2 separate regions of the Gossypium hirsutum genome follow, and region 2 is linked to region 1. Evidence: chromatin contacts called from public Hi-C data. All regions are on one chromosome and are shown on one strand. Each heading gives the region's core, a stretch centred on a gene start, on an enhancer-like site or on the middle of the called end of the contact. The rest is flanking DNA. Distances are from core to core; before and after follow the strand shown. Region 1 overlaps LOC107945313. Region 2 holds the start of LOC107945306 (pentatricopeptide repeat-containing protein At4g37170).

Region 1 (5,191 bases), core at 725-3,224:
CCTAAGGTCACACAGTTTGCCAGACTAAAGTTCTAGGCCCGTAACATTTGCATATTCTTTATTTTTTTCCTTCTCAAAAATAGCTAAGAGTTACCATTATAGTTCTGTATAAGCTAAAGTAAATAGGTAATCCAATTAAAACCATTGATCTTCATTGTTCCATCCATATCACTTAGCCAGACGAAAGAATCGAAGAGAATCATATAGTCGACAATTGAATATCAAAACTACAATAGTAAAGCTTGGAAAGGAAGTTACAAATATGGTCATAATAGTTTATTTGGATATTGTGAAGTAACTAGTGTTGAAATCGTTGTGTGAGATGTGTTCAATTAATCAAATGAAATAGCTTGTTTAAAGCATAGTCTACCTGCAATTTCAATTAACTTTAATAGGTTTTCATAAGGTAAAGGTTCAATCGTAAAACACTTTCGTTTATATAATTGATTTCCAAAATTATCGAAATCTAGAATATTTTGAAAATGTGAGAAGATCGTTGGAATATTTTCAAAACATTTATAATGTTTTAATAGTTATAATTGAAAGGTTACAAGTGATTCAAAAGTTATATCACTTGGTTGTTAACAAAAAATTGTCACTATTGATAGTGATTAGTTATGTCTCTCAAATACTAAAACTTATGTTACTTGATTATTAACAAAAGTTGTGATTATTCAAGTAATATGTAATGAATAATCATATTCATTATTAATAGATGTGACTATCCAAATAGATAGCTATGTCTCTATGGAGAGACATGAGAACTCTCAGAAATCCATTTGCACGTATACTAAGAAATACCAAACAACACTAACAATTCAAAAACAAAAGTTTCTCGATTCTCCTCCATCTATTAATATTTAAAGACTGTCCTATAAAGAATAGTTGTAGAAGATTTTTATAAAATTTGATATTCTTACCATGCTCCATTCAATGCTCGGTACATTGTTTTGGTCAGTGTAAAACGTTGACAATTATTGGGTTTCAGTACATCCTTGAGGTTTAATTTGTCAATAAATCATTTGCATGTCAAAATATAAGTAGGAGCGAATAGAACCTTAAAAATAATGACATAGTTTCTACATCTTATTTCTGTTCAAACCAATACTGAAGAGTCCATAGAACAATGTAAAAGACAATCTCATTCATGATGATGTGATTGTGATGGTAGGATGTGAAAAAAAAAAACTATATTTAAAAGATAATATTCCAAGTTGAATGAAAAAGAATAGAATTGAGATCATTTGCAAAAATATGATATACTGCAATGCCGAATGTCCAATTATCCGACAAAGAGAGAGCTTAAGAAAATATTAGTCCCTCCCAATAATTGAGGGGCCTACATCCAGAGGGAAGACACAACGTAGGACTAAAAACCAATGAAGATTAAGAACAAGTGTAGGATTGAGGACCACACACCTCTTCACTTATTGAACCGAAACTGAAGTTTTGACATTTATTCATTTTATTTAAACTGTTTCAATCAAGAAGACCAACAGTACCCCTTCAATTTTCCAACTTTCCAATTTTCTTTCACCGTACCAAGCCTAAACGTAATGCTTACACAAAGCCAAACCAACTAAACAAATAATAATAATAATAATAATAATACAGAAGCATTCATGGGATTGTAGCAGAAATTTTATCTCTAGGATACCTCACAATTGAAGATACTTGCTATACTCCTGCAACCCCTGTATCCAAAGCTATCTCCACTCTTGCCTCAAATGGTATTCGATTCGCTCTCTCTTCCCACACAGCAAAAATTTTATCTCCCAAGATATCTCACAATTAGCATTGACTGCCAACTTTCTTCTGTTTTGGTTCAACTTCACAAACATGTCACCTAAGACTATATTGAAAATGAAAACAATTACCTAGATAACTCTTCTATATCCAGTTAGCCTTTCAATTCCATCCTTATTTTCTAAATTCGAATCTTTCCCTTCATCCTGACTTTAGTAACACACAAAATTAGATAAACAAAACTATGGCAAAGAATGTAAACTGAGAAAGTAGATCAAACGGACTCCAATTTGGACTAAAATTAAAATCCATTCAAAAGATCAATGCTTTTACGGGATTTTGAGTGTTAGATCCATGGGGTTTTAGTTATAAATAGAGAAAGTATATATATAAACAACTCATAATCTATGAAAAAATAGTGTATCATATTATCAAGCAAGAACCAAAAATTTTAAAAAGAGAAACACAAAGAAGTATGAGAGTGAAAGAGATTAAAGGGAATACACACACACACACATGCATATATATATATAAGAAGCAAACAACAAAATGAAACCCATGAAGAGAGGCAAAGATGAAAGAATTTGGGTTTAGGGTTGAAGACCAAAACTTGGACAAAATTAGTAAGATGAAGGAAATTTTTAGATAAGAAGAAAATCTGTAAGAGAGAAGCAAATATTGAAGCAAATCGTACCTGGAGAGAAAGCTTTTAGAGACGTGAGAAAGAAATTGTAAAACGTCTTACAAACTTTCAGCCCGTAAGACAATTTATGGAAAATGAGTGTTATTTTCCATTGACCTGCAAAAACGTTTTTTTTGACTAACTTTCTTTTCCTCAAACAAACATCAGAAAATGATGAGAATGTTTTCCAAAAAATGAAAACAGGGAAACAAAGAACCCTTATAGACAGCTCAGTTACCTGACTAGGGCTTTCATTCCTCAGAACATGTATTCATCCTAATGTTTAAAGCACAATTCCTGAAATCTTTCTAGGCTGCAATTGAAGCAAGAGACAGAACTTTTATAAACATATGAAGAGCCTTATAGAATTGATGAAAGGAATATACCGTAATAGGGAAATGAAGTACCGTTTAAGAAGAACTTCTGGGTTGTACGGGAACAAGTTCTTCAGGTGAAGGTTCTCCACGGACTTTTTCAGAGAAAGCAAACAACCTTTGGCTAGCTCATACATTTGTTTCATGTGTCTATATTCAAGGTTACCATTAAATTTCTTCTCTAGGGACAAAGGAATCGTTTTCACAGGTCCAGATGACGGCTCTATCTTAAAATTGGAGCTTTCTGACAAAATTTTTCTTCTCTTGCTAGATAATTGATTACTTAGTTTCCCGTAAACTGAAAACTCCATAAATGTTTGCCATGAATCACAAACGATGCGGAAGCACCTACACAATAAACAAAAGGCCACACCCCAGAAGAAAAGTATGACAAGTTATATTGAATCAGATGTAAAAAGGAAATGAACAAAACAGCTGTCTTATCACGCTACCTTGTACGGCCAAGTTTAAGAAACAGCATGTTGTAGATGGAAACTAAAATACATACCTTAAGAGATACTCTGCACAGCTAATTCCTGTGTCTTTCGAGATAAGATAATCAAGAAGAACTTGATGATCATAGTGCAACTAAAGATGATGAACAGAAACACATAACATCAGGGATTATCTATGACCTACTCAAATAAAAGAAATAGAAACATATTTTCCCATTGACATTTTTTTTATTGGACAACAAAATTGGAGCCGAGATAAGATTAGGGTGTAAAAGACTTGCCTCTGCAAGGAAGAGATGAAACAGGCGTATGGGATTAAAAATATATGAAACATGAAAAAGAACATCTTCCATCTCATCTTGAGGTGCCAGTCTTTCTTTGTGAAATCTGTAGACAAACCAAGAAAAAGGTCAAAGAATAACCGAAGAAAAATCATTAAACAAAATGAAGGTAACAACAAGGATATTTGTGCTCACTTTTGTTCTTCGCAGGCTTGCAGAGAAAGCAGTTCCAAGAGAAATTTGAATAATATGTCATCCTAAGACAAATAAGGAATCACAAAATGGCACCCTAAGAAAGCCTAGATGAGGAAAAAAACAAACAAATAACTAGTTCTAGAGCAACTAATAAACTCTTTATGCACAAATAATTGCAGTAAGCTTACAAAAATAATGATAATGATGCGCTATAATTTTCAGGAAAAGGAACACGCAAAGAGACAAAGAAACAACACATAGTGTTTAACAAAGTTTCAATGCTGCAGCAAACTGACCTCATGCGTATACAGTTTGAGGAGGGAAAATGAAAAGTTTATGGACTTCTCCCTGTACATTTCATGGGCAACAAGCTTATCAACCACAACATGTCCCGAAAGCCATGCATAAATCTCTAATAAACCTTTCTCTCTACCACAACTCTGCTCCGAAATTGCATCAACATCTATGGATGACTTCACAGTTGCACTAGAATAATGCTTCCTAGTGGCTTTTCCAAGATTTATCAAACTGAAGGAACACCTCAAGAAAAGAAAAATGGCCTGTCTTTGTAAATGGCGAGAGTGCATGCTATGTACTTCTCCATCAAAATTACTTAACATAAAAGGAGAGTCCTCTAGATAATCATCCTGATTCATGACATCAGTTAAAGGTTGATATAAAAGGTCTTCAAAGTAACTATGGAGAAGCTGCAACCAGGAAACAAGAACCAAAAAATCTAGGGGTATTTGTAAACTAAGTCTGATCATCAAAACCTGCAAAATGCTTAAGTCAATCAAATTAGACTGCTTGTATGTGAAAGTAAAACAGGATTGATTAGCAGCAAAACATCTACATTCACATACCAATAATTTGTGGCTGAAGTAGCGAGAGATGCATGTGTTGACACACTTGCCTTCCTTGCGAAGGGACCAATATAGAAGTTTAGGCACAAGGTTGATAATTTTGGAAAGAATCACATTCTTATCTAGGGAATTGTCTAACCCTTCCGCAAAACTAATTTGGTCAACAAATGAAGATAGTAGCTGAATAAAATTCCCCAAGAACAAAGCATTCCGTTCATCATCTTCACCACCATTTCCACCAAAGATCTCGTCCATTGAATCCCAAGGCACATTCGAAATGAAAAAGCTTATCGAATTTAAAAGCACAAGAACAAGCTCATCATCACACTCTTCCTTCAAAAACTTCAGTATATTTCTTAACGTGCGGATAATTCCAGCTACTGTAAACAAGCTGGTATTTTTCAACTTAGGCTTAAATAAACCTACAAGATTCAATAAGTCAGAACCAGAACCTCCAGCTCCAGTTATTGAAGGTTCAAAAGAACACGAAGATATGTTCGAGATTGATAATTCTAAGCATATAGAGAGCGAATGGATAAAAAATTCCCAGGTTTTTACCTACAATAACAAGAAAAGAAACTAAGAAAAAGGAGGG
Region 2 (5,191 bases), core at 1,723-4,222, 200 kb before region 1:
TGCTCAGGAAAAACAGCTTGTGCTGAATTTGAGATTGTGTTGTAAACCTTGATAAACTTGTTCTAGTTGCTCATAAGCTATTGATTAAACCCATACGTGAATTCTAAATTGTGATATTGGAAAATGATAGATGTAGATTCAGCCAAGACAGTGTATATATGTGATAAGGCCTAATAGCCGATGTGATGAATGTGAAAGTGTATATATGTGATAAGGCCTAATGGCCGATGTGATGAATGTGAAAGTGTATATATGTGATAAGGCCTAATGTCCGATGTGATGAATGTGAAAGTGTATATATATGTGATAAGGCCTAATGGCCGATGTGATGAATGTGAAAGTGTATATGTGTGATAAGGCCTAATGGCCGATGTGATGAATGTGAAAGTGTATATATGTGATAAGGCCTAATGGCCGATGTGATGAATGTGAAAGTGTATATATGTGATAAGGCCTAATAGCCGATGTGATGAATGTGAAAGTGTATATATGTAATAAGGCCTAATGGCCGATGTGATGAATGTGAACGTGTATATATGTGATAAGGCCTAATGGCCGATGTGATGAATGTGAAAGTGTATATATGTGACAGGGCCGAGTGGCCAACGTGATGGATGTGAAAGTGCATAAATGTGATAAGTCCCGAAGGGCATTTGTGTCAGTACTATATTCGGGTTAAAACCCCGCAGGCTTTATGCGAGAATATTATCCCTGATTAATGTCCGTAAGCTTCGTGCTCGTACTATATCCGAGCTCTAAAGACCCGATGACTACGTGTGGGAATTTTGTCCGGGTAAGACCCGATAACTTCGTGTGGAGATTATGTCCGGGTAAGACTTCGTAATAAGAATTGCTTATAAATATATTCAATGCGAAAGGTTAAACAGGTATGTACTCCAAGTTTATATGTGAGCTTGATTTGCACTAAATCATAAGGTAGTTATGTGATGCATACGAGAGCAATCTATGAGACTATTCCTATGATTATGTGACATCGGATCAGTGTGAGAGGTGATGTGAAATCATACGATATATCTATGTCACATGAGCTCACTTTTATGTGAAAGTTTATCTGCCTATTGTATATGATGAGATGTGCATATTCGGTAAAGGGATGGTATGCCCGAAGGAAGAGTGAAATAAAAATACGAACAACTATGTTATAATTTGATTGTTATCTGTTGACACTGCTTAAAACTTACTAAGCATTGTAATGCTTACTCCGTTTACTCTGTTTCCTCTGTTTTATAGATCTCATTGCGAAGCTACAGGCTCGGGGATCATCAGCAACTAGTCACACTATCACTATCCACTGTTTGGTACTGCTATGTTTTGGATTATCTTATGGCATGTATAAAATAGACTAGTGGCGGAAGAATATTTTGGTTAATGTATATAGCCATGCGAAAATGGCTTATATATGTTTGAGCATAATGTTATAATCATTTGGTATGGAATGGTTAATCACTATCATAATTTGCGCTATTTATGCTAAAAGGGCTAGTTGAATCATGGAAACTATGAAATAGGTAAAGTCTACCTTAAAGGCAGATGCTGGCAGCAGCAGTGATGTAGATTTGGAAAATCACTAAAAATAGTAGGATTGGAATTAAATAATGAATAAATTATGTAAATGAACCTTGATGAATCTATTTTCATAGGAAAGTAACGAAACGATCATATGGACAGTATGTTAAGAGATATTCAGGTTCTCGTGAGACAGGGCCAGAACGGTTTCTGGATTCCGTGTTCCGACTTTGGAAATTCATTATAAATTAACCAGAGATAATTAGGAGTCATGCCATATATTTATAGATTCCTCTCTGAGTTTGGTTTCTATAGAAACAAACGGCATCAGTATTGAAGCTCTGTGCAGGGAGATATCCAAGTCGTAATGCGCAAAGGTCAGTGTAGTCGATCCCTGTAACATGGGAGACTTTGACTAATAAACTGTACTAATTGGCCCGACCAAAAATTCTAGAAAAAAATATGTAGATGGGCATATGAGTCTAGTTTCAGGGAAAAATTACGAAACTGATTTTCGAGTTGTGAAACTCAAGATATGATTTTTAAGGTGACAGTGTCGCAGTTAGCCAACTGCCTGGAAAATTTTAAAATCGACTGCGATAGTAAGCGAATTTAGTCTGTGAACCCCTCGTGTCCGACTCCGGCAACGGTCTCGGGTACGGGGTGTTACAGAATGGGAGTTCGCAAGACGGCGAAACACTACGAAACAATTCGCCCGAGGTGAAGTGACAAAAAAAATCATTCCAACGTGAGAATTAACCTTAGCTCACGGGCAAAAAATCCTTGCCGATCCAACTTGAACAGTCTTTCAAAATACAGGTCCGCCAAACCGAGATGTGACAAAGAAGAAGGTGAAAATTGTTGACGCTCAATCAACTTTTCATTATGGAGATAACCATTTTGAACTTTTTTAATAATAATGATTAAACTGATAAAAATATATTGAGAATTACAAAAATAAAAAACGATATCATTTTAGACTGATTAATAGCTTACCTTTTTTTATTGATTACTTATACTTATTTAAGAACTAACCAATAATAACAAGGAATATTTGTAAAATATTATAGAAGAAATAACCCAAAAAATATGACATGCTAGCTATTAGATAAAATTGTATAGGACATTTATTTTTCTTGTTAATTTTATTAGTAATCATGTTGCGGATACTTTTTGAGACTAATATATCACATACGATAATTTAATTTTAAATATGTTACTTATTTAGAAAAGTTTTTTCTCAAATAATTTTTATGTTTATTAATATTATTTTTTAAATTTAAAAATATATATTTTTGGAGTTACAATTATACTCAGTCACCTAAATACATTCAAAAAGTTATAACAATCATTTGGATTGGGTTTTCTTGGTCAGGCTTGTTGAACCTGCTTTGGCCCAATTTTTTTATTTATTTTTTATTTTTTTGTTCAACTGCTTTGGATGAAATTCAGTGACGTTGACATGATAGCTTTCATCCACATATAAAATTATTGATTTTCAGATTTCATCACCAAATCACATTATACAACCCAATCTTCTGCAACTATGAGATCAATAATTTCCAGAATTTCCCATTGTTCATCTTTGATTCACCAAAACAGAGTAATGATTTCTTCTTCCTTTTCTTCTCAAACCCAGACTCATATACCTGCCCCTCGAAGAACGTCTATCAAACTAAACACCACAGACAATCGCATAACCCAATTACACAATTTATGTAACCAAAAACGCTTAAAAGAAGCCATTCAAATCCTCAATCAAATTGAAAGACCTCCAGCTTCTGTTTACTCAACTCTCATTCAGCTTTGCTGCCAAAACAGAGCTCTTAACGAGGGCAAAACTGTGCACAAACGCATGAGATACTCTGGGTTTTTACCCGGGATAGTTATAAGTAATCGTCTTTTGGATATGTATGCAAAATGCGGGAGTTTGTCTGATGCTCAGAAGGTTTTCGATGAAATGAGTGAAAAGGACTTGTGTTCTTGGAATACTTTGATATCAGGTTATACTAAACTGGGGATGCTTAAGGAAGCAAAGAAGTTGTTTGATGAAATGCCTGAAAGAGATAATTTCTCATGGACTGCGATGATTTCGGGCTATGTTCGTTTTGATAAGCCTAAGGAAGCTTTAGAGCTTTACAGGATGCAGGAAATGAGCTTGCTGTCAAAGTTGAACAAATTTACTGTGTCCAGCGTGTTAGCTGCTTCTGCCGCTATGGGTTGCTTAATTATAGGTAAAGAGATTCATGGTCGTATAACGCGAGCTCGGTTGGATTTTGATGACGTTGTTTGGAGTGCTTTAATGGATATGTATGGGAAATGTGGGAGCATAGATGAAGCAAGGTCAGTTTTCGACAAATTGGTGGATAGAGATATTGTTGCCTGGACTGCGATGATTGATAGGTATTTTAAGGACGGTAGGCGGGAAGAAGGGTTTGAATTGTTTCGGCAGTTAATGAAATCGGGGATATGGCCTAACGAGTTTACCTTTGCTGGTGTTCTGAATGCGTGTGCTGCTGCTGCAGCTGAGGAGATAGGCAAGCAGGTTCATGGATACATGACAAGGGTTTATTTCAATCCTTTGTCTTTCGCTGCTAGTGCTCTTGTTCATATGTACTCCAAGTGTGGAATTGTTGAGAATGGAAAAAGGGTGTTTAATGGGATGCCTCAACCTGATTTAGTTTCATGGACTTCTTTGATCACTGGATATGCTCAGAATGGCCAGCCTGACGAGGCTTTGGAGTACTTCGAGTTGTTACTGAAATCAAATACGAAACCTGATCACATTACTTTTGTCGGGGTTCTTTCTGCTTGTACACATGCTGGATTGGTTGATAAAGGGCTAGAATATTTCCACTCAATAAAGGACATACATGGATTAACTCATACTGCTGATCATTATGCTTGTATAATTGACTTATTAGCTCGATCTGGCCGATTTCTGGAAGCTGAGAATATCATTAGTAAGATGCCCATGAAACCTGATAAGTTTCTGTGGGCTTCCTTACTTGGCGGTTGTAGAATTCATGGTAACCTTGAATTGGCCGAAAAAGCTGCTAAAGCATTGTTTGAGATAGAGCCAGAAAATCCAGCGACCTATGTTACTATGGCCAACATATATGCCACTGCTGGTAGGTGGGATGAGGTCGCCAAAATTAGAAGGTCAATGGATGACAAGGGAGTGGTAAAGAAACCAGGTTTGAGCTGGATTGAGGTGAAGAGAGAGATACATGTTTTCTTAGTGGGAGATACTTCTCACCCAAAATCCAAGGAAATACATGAGTTCTTAGGGAAGCTTTCTAAGCGAATGAGGGAAGAAGGGTATGTCCCTGACACCAATTTTGTGCTGCATGATGTGGAGGAGGAGCAGAAGGAGCAAAACCTCTCATACCACGGTGAGAAGTTAGCTGTTGCATTTGGAATTATTTCTACTCCTCCAGGAACACCACTCAAGGTTTTCAAGAATTTGAGAACATGTGTAGATTGCCATAATGCCATTAAATATATCTCGAAGATTGTTAACAGAAAAATAACAGTAAGGGATTCAAGCCGGTTCCATTGCTTTGAAGATGGAAACTGTTCTTGTAGAGATTATTGGTGATTTTGAAAACTTAATCGAACTTTTTACCAGGCTAAAAATGCTGCTCCACTTAAAATGCAATTA

Evidence for each region. A called contact is a pair of places that touch in the nucleus more often than the background predicts.
Region 2: a contact with region 1 is called in a Hi-C map of seedling, with 1.8 times the contacts expected there. The contact joins the promoter of LOC107945306 here to the enhancer-like site in region 1. A contact is called at or near these places in 2 of 34 Hi-C or Micro-C datasets (leaf and seedling).

The regions. Positions count from the first base shown.
Region 1 is chrD12:13,222,969-13,228,159 of Gossypium_hirsutum_v2.1, reverse strand. It overlaps LOC107945313, which reads right to left. Exons shown (of 13, transcript XR_001696480.2): 5 at 4,597-5,154; 6 at 4,030-4,506; 7 at 3,734-3,795; 8 at 3,539-3,644; 9 at 3,311-3,390; 10 at 2,836-3,150; 11 at 2,667-2,741; 12 at 2,441-2,545; 13 at 1,244-1,852. Among protein-coding and RNA genes, the nearest start is that of LOC107945313, 3.3 kb to the right of the region's middle. Within about 2 kb of position 1,974, at least 1 of the 9 cell types and tissues checked has an H3K27ac peak or open chromatin away from gene starts, as enhancers often do.
Region 2 is chrD12:13,422,998-13,428,188 of Gossypium_hirsutum_v2.1, reverse strand. It overlaps LOC107945306 (pentatricopeptide repeat-containing protein At4g37170), which reads left to right and starts at 2,972. Exons shown (of 1, transcript XM_016879264.2): 1 at 2,972-5,191. The coding sequence starts at 3,074. The coding sequence ends at 5,128.